Regions from separate parts of the Anas platyrhynchos genome. Here region 1 is linked to region 2. A link is a contact called in public Hi-C data. All regions are on one chromosome and are shown on one strand. Each heading gives the region's core, a stretch centred on a gene start, on an enhancer-like site or on the middle of the called end of the contact. The rest is flanking DNA. Distances are from core to core; before and after follow the strand shown.

Region 1 (2,700 bases), core at 95-2,594, 33 kb before region 2:
TCGAAAACGAAGCGCTGCATCCGCCTCTGGCGCTGCTGGAAGAGCTGGGAGCCGCGGTTGGTGCTCAGGGAGAGCTCCTCCAGCATCACGTCCTGCGGCGTGCTCACCTTCTTGCCCAGGTCCAGCCGGGGCGCTGGGGACACCAGGGGAGAGGGTGGCACGGCTGCCGGGTGCCCCTCGCACGGTTTGGTGGCGTTCCCTGTGCCCCCCCCTCACGCACTTACCATCTCCAGGGTCTGGTTTCATGATGGTCATCGCCCGCTGCCGCGCTCCTGGGGCAGGGAGATGGGATGGGGACGGCTCCCGGCCGGCTGCAGGAGAGAGGTGGCCGCGGGTGACGGCTGGGCACGGGGAGCAGTGCTTGGGGTCACCTCTTTTCCCCCACCTCGGGTGCTTGGGGGCTCCCCACGACGCCCCCCGGGGATGTGCAGGGCCCAGGGGTGCCCCCGTTAACCCGTGGGGGAGAGCACTGCCCCACACCCAGCATCTCCCCTCTTTAGGGCAGAAAATGTCCCCAGCACCGGTGTCCCCAGGGCTGAGCCCCGCTCGGAGCAGCACCCCCAGGCCGAGCAGAGGTGCTGACAGCCCCGCAGCGACTCAGCAGAGCTATTTTCAGCTCCTGGGCACTGCAGGACCCGCAGCCCCGACCCTTCACGGCCAGCCCAGCCCGGGCAGTGGGGTGAACCGGGGTGCAGGGACACCTCCTGTCCCCCCCCTGATGGGGCTGGGGGGCTCCTCAGCTCCCAGCTCCTCTCCTCGGGGGCAGGATGGAGGTGCCCCCCCTGTGCTGCCCGCCCAAAATATCCTGCAGCAGCCGGGACACAGAAAGCAGCACGGAGAGTTTTGGGGGCTTGGTGTTGGGCGCATCCCGCATCTCTTGGCTCTGACTGAAGCTGTCCCCATCCCCTAAAAGCCCCGGGCAGTGAAGGGCCCCCCAGGGCTGGTGCCTGGCACAGGGCTCCCCGCCAGCTCCACGTCCCATATCTCCCATCCTCGGCTGGAGACCCCGGGACCCCCTCACCCCTTCTCCCAAACCCCCTCCCCGCTCCCTCTGTGCCCTCCCCACCCCACGGCTGTCCCCACGCCCTGCGCGCCCCCCACCCGCTGACCCAAATTTGGGACCTCACCCCCCCTACCTGCCCAGGGGGGGCTCCTTGTGACACCGGGGCGATGCGCTCTGCCCGGGTTGGGGACGAGGACACAGCCACCAGCTTTTGGTGGCCCCAGCTGGCTCCGTGCGGCACCTGGGGCTCCCTGCTGCTCGCCCCGAGCCGTGCTGGGCTCCGGCCGGGGTGCCAAGGTCCCGCGGCAGGCCAGCAGTTATTTCTGGCTGAGAAAGGGGGAGGAGCAGGGTGAGCCCTTGGGGACCGCCACGGTGTCACCCCGGCACCGAGTGGGGCTGATCCTTGGGGAGCAGGGCGGTGTCACCAGCAGGAGGTGGCCGCACGTGTCCGAGCCCCTCGGGGCGGGTGGGAGGCAGGCAGGCAGTGGGATACGGTGGGGTTACGGCCCTTTATTGCTGAGCTGGGTACACAACGGGGTGGCGAAGGCGGTGGTGGGGAAGGGCAGCTCCTGGGGGGGCGGAGGGGCAGGGAGCAGGGACGGGGTGGGGTGACAGAGGGTCCCCTACCTGGGGCTGTGCCCCGATGGCCCACGCACGCTGCGTCCCCTGGGCATGGGGTTGCTGCCTTGGCACCTCCCAGCACCCCAGGCTGGCTCCTGTTTTTAGGGGAAGCGCTGTGGGGGCCCGTTATTGCCCTCCCCGGGCTCTGCCACGTAACCGTGCCCACCCTGCTGCCCCCCTCCCCATCACCCTGCACACCCCCCCGCCAGCACCGTGCCCCCGAGCTCTGCCCCGTGCAGGGAGCTGCCTCCCGTGGGGCCCCCGACCTGTCCCTGGGACCCTCTCAGCGTCACCTCCCGCACCGAGACCTCCTCCAAACCCTCTGCAACCCGTACCGCTGCCTTCTGACCCCCACAACCCCCCCATCTCTGTGCCCTCCGTCCCTGCCGGGTCCCTCGGTCCCATAGGGTGGGGATGGGGTGAGCCCGGGGCTGGGGACAGGGACAGTGCTGGGGACAGGGACAGTGCTGGGGGTGGCGCTGGCCCTCTCTTTGCCCGGGCGCAGCGGGAGGTAACCTGCCCACGGTCCCCTCGGCACGGCAATAAATAACTTTGGCTCTCTTCGTCATCACTGGGGAGGAATTTGGGGGAATTTGCATGGAGTTAGGGTCAAAAAGTTGAAAAAAAAGCAAGCAGGATTTGGGGACCGGGGGGATAAAACATGAATTTTCCTCCTCCAGATCTGGTTTTGGCTGAAACCAGCCGGGTCAGACCCTGCTGGGGGAGGGAGTCCCGGCCACGGCACCCACCTGAGGGGCACGCAGTGAGCCCATGGGGGTGCCAGCGCTGCAGGGGACACCCAGGGGCTGTGTCCCCCCCGCCAGCTGCCCCGCTCTCCCTGCTGACCACGCAGTCCTGCCCCGAAAGGTTAGGCTGGTAAAAATAGAGCCGGGCCATGGGACCGCGGGCAGGTGGGAGGCAGCTGACCCCGGCGGCACGCCGATGGGGACGGGGACGCTCCGCGCATCCCCAGCCCCTGCCCGTGCCTCTCCCTGCCTGGGGACCCCCTCGGGTGGCACTGCGGGGGGCTGGCGGTGCGGCGTGGCCGGGGCCGGCTGCTTTAGGAAGTGCAGGGG
Region 2 (2,700 bases), core at 77-2,576:
GCTCGCCCCCGTTGATGATTTTGTCCAGCTCGCTGGAGCCCCCCGGGTACTCGTTGTAGAAGATGGTGTGCGTGAAGAGCCCGCAGGTTTGCCGGGGGAGGACCTGGGGTGAGGGAGAGACGTGTCTGGAGCAGGTGGAGGAGCCGGGGCAAGGAAACAAAGCCACACGGCCTCCTCCTGGAGTTTGGGGCTGGATCCCTTTCCTCCTCCCAAACTAGCAAGGGATCCTCGATCCCTCAGCCTCCTCCAGCTGGGGCTGAAGTAGCCAAGCCGCCCAGAAACCACACAGCAAGATTTTGGAGAGGAGAATCTCCTGCAGAGGAGAGAAGCAGCAGAGCTGCAGCCCGGCCACCTACCATGATGCCGTTGTGGATGAAGCCGCGACGGTAGCGAGCGGGTTTCAGGTGGGGGTACTCCTCCGTGCTCGTCACTTTGATCGACCAGACCTGCTTCCAGGCTTCGTACAGCTGCACGTGCACGGGGTAGACACCCGAGTGGTGGGGGGCCACCGCGTACCCCATGTCGGTGGGGATGCCGTGCTCCTGCAGGGGAAGGATCGGGGTCTGGGTGAGCAGGGAGATCCCAAAAACGCAGCCTCCCAGCTCAAACCAGCCTCCCCCCAAGAACTGCCCAGCTCCAAGCACCTGGACTGCAAGCAGGGCAGGCTGTACCCGTGCACCCTCTCTAAACCAGGGCAGTTTCCAGAAAAAGGGGGTCCAGGAGCAGACACGCTGGGTGGACACTTGCTGCTCCTGGACTTTCCTCACCTCTGCCATCTCAGCATTGAGGCCAGCACCAGCAAAGCTCACCAGTGGAGACCGAGCAGCCAAAGCTACACAGGGCTGCAGCGCTGGTGTGCAGCAGGAGATATAAAGCAACGTGGAAATTTTAAGCTGGACACTATGCCCATCTCTTTCGGTGCAAGTCGAGATGGTCCAATCCCTCTCTTTAATTAAGCACCTCTAATTAACAGACAGGGAATTCAGGTTGGCCTGAAGAGCTGTCTCTCAGGCCATAGGACCCAATTTGTTATTACTGGGTCTGCCCTTACTGGGCTTGGATTGACGACGGTCATGAGCAGCTCAGTTGATCACAGCATGACTTGGTGTCAACGTTGCCTCTATCCAGGCCCGATAAAGGTTTTTCCAGGAGGACAGACGATCCCCAGCCAAGCCAAAGGTCAGAGCCTGCCCTTAGAAAGCCAGCGAGTCCCTCAACACCTCGGCCTGCAGAGGGAGTTCCTCGCAGCCGGCGCCTCCCCGACGCAGCCGCGCTGACCCCGCTCCAGGATGCCACAGGGGCCAGCGTCAGGGCAGCAGCAAACCACACCGTGCTCAACAGAAACCTCAGGCTTGGGTGAAGTCCAAGGCACAAACCCAAGCAGCTGCTTCCCTCCGTTGCCCTCTGGGTGTGATCTCTGCCTTCCCACTAACGCTGCCCCAGGGCAGGCAGCGGTGCTGGCCATGTGTGCGCAGCTGCAGCCACGCAGGGAGCACCGTGGGGACACCTCCACAGCCCAGCCTACAAAAGCTCTTTGTAACCCCTCGCCCCATCCCGTTCCCGGCCCCATAAGCGCCCCCGCCGGCGGCGTCTTACTCACGACAGCGAATTTCTTGTTTAGGGTCATCTGCTCGGCCAGAACCGACTGGTTGTGGAAGAGGTGTGGCTGCATGTGGCTCCACATGTGCGGGAACCACCAGAACTCCTTCACGTAGGACAGCAGCAGGTCGTCGCCTTCGTCCTCGGCGTCAGTACCTGCGGGGATGACACTTGCTGTCACTGCAGGGTACACAGGGCTGAAGGGAACCCTGGAAATGGGCAGGGAGCAGCTCAGACGGAGATAGGGAATGGGTACGGGGTCCTAGCATGGGGTGCCAGCTGCAAGGGGTGCTCTAGGGGGAGTAGAAAGGCTCCTGGACTGCGGTGGTGTCGTGCAGCCCCTCTCCCCTCCTTTTTGGATTGGGATTTTTGGATTCACAAGCCCTCGGCCTCCTCACCTGTGTGGAAGAATTTCCCTGAGTATCCCAAGTTGAAGGTGAAGTTGGGGATGTGGGTGCGCAGCTCGTTCTGCGTGTCGAACAGCGCCTGCGAGGGGGGGGAGAGAGCACAACAACCTCAGCCAGGGGCAGCAGGGCACAGCCTCACCACCAAACCTGCAGCAAAGCGGGGCAAAAACCTTCACCCCTGAAAGCCCTGAGAAGGCTGCAGCGGCAGCACTCCAGGAAAGGGGTTCGCAGGGGCCAGAGGATGCTCTGAGAGCAGAAAAAAGTCATCCCCAGAGCCAGGAGCATCCCAGAACAAGCACAAAAAGCTCCCCAGCCCCACTCAGCCCCCGCCCATCCAGCCAGGACGTAAGAGCAGCACCTTGACGTCTTCCACCTTCATGCGGGTGCCCTCCTTGCCCACGAAGATGTCGTCGATGTCCACCAGGATGTAGCGGTCGAGGGGCAGCGAGAGCCTCTTGCCCGTCAGGAAGGAGACGGCGTCGACAAAGACCAGCTTGTGCAGCCAGAAGCTGAGGTTGTTGCCGAAAAGCACCCTCTGGATGCCGTCGTGGAGGCCCAGGTCCTGCATCACCGTGGTGTGCAGCGCCGCGTCCACGCTCATGTGGGGGATGGACTCGGCCGACTTGGTTTTGGCCAGGAGGACGGGCTCGTAGGTGGAGTGGTTGGACTGGAAGACGGTCCAGTCCTCGCCGGG

The links. Hi-C and Micro-C count contacts between places; a contact is called where the count stands out from the background.
Region 1: a contact with region 2 is called in a Hi-C map of subcutaneous adipose tissue, with 1.8 times the contacts expected there. The contact joins the promoter of MYOZ3 here to the enhancer-like site in region 2. A contact is called at or near these places in 3 of 8 Hi-C or Micro-C datasets (liver, skeletal muscle and subcutaneous adipose tissue).

What each region holds. Positions count from the first base shown.
Region 1 is chr14:5,952,483-5,955,182 of IASCAAS_PekinDuck_T2T, reverse strand. It overlaps MYOZ3 (myozenin 3), which reads right to left and starts at 1,344. Exons shown (of 7, transcript XM_038186457.2): 1 at 1,137-1,344; 2 at 225-311; 3 at 1-133. The coding sequence starts at 255. SYNPO (synaptopodin) reads right to left here. Exons shown (of 4, transcript XM_038186452.2): 4 at 1,494-2,700. The coding sequence ends at 2,685.
Region 2 is chr14:5,919,222-5,921,921 of IASCAAS_PekinDuck_T2T, reverse strand. It overlaps NDST1 (N-deacetylase and N-sulfotransferase 1), which reads right to left. Exons shown (of 15, transcript XM_072023359.1): 3 at 2,365-2,700; 4 at 1,998-2,085; 5 at 1,601-1,755; 6 at 357-542; 7 at 1-103. Among named protein-coding and RNA genes, the nearest start is that of NDST1, 11 kb to the right of the region's middle. Within about 2 kb of position 1,326, at least 4 of the 8 cell types and tissues checked have an H3K27ac peak or open chromatin away from gene starts, as enhancers often do.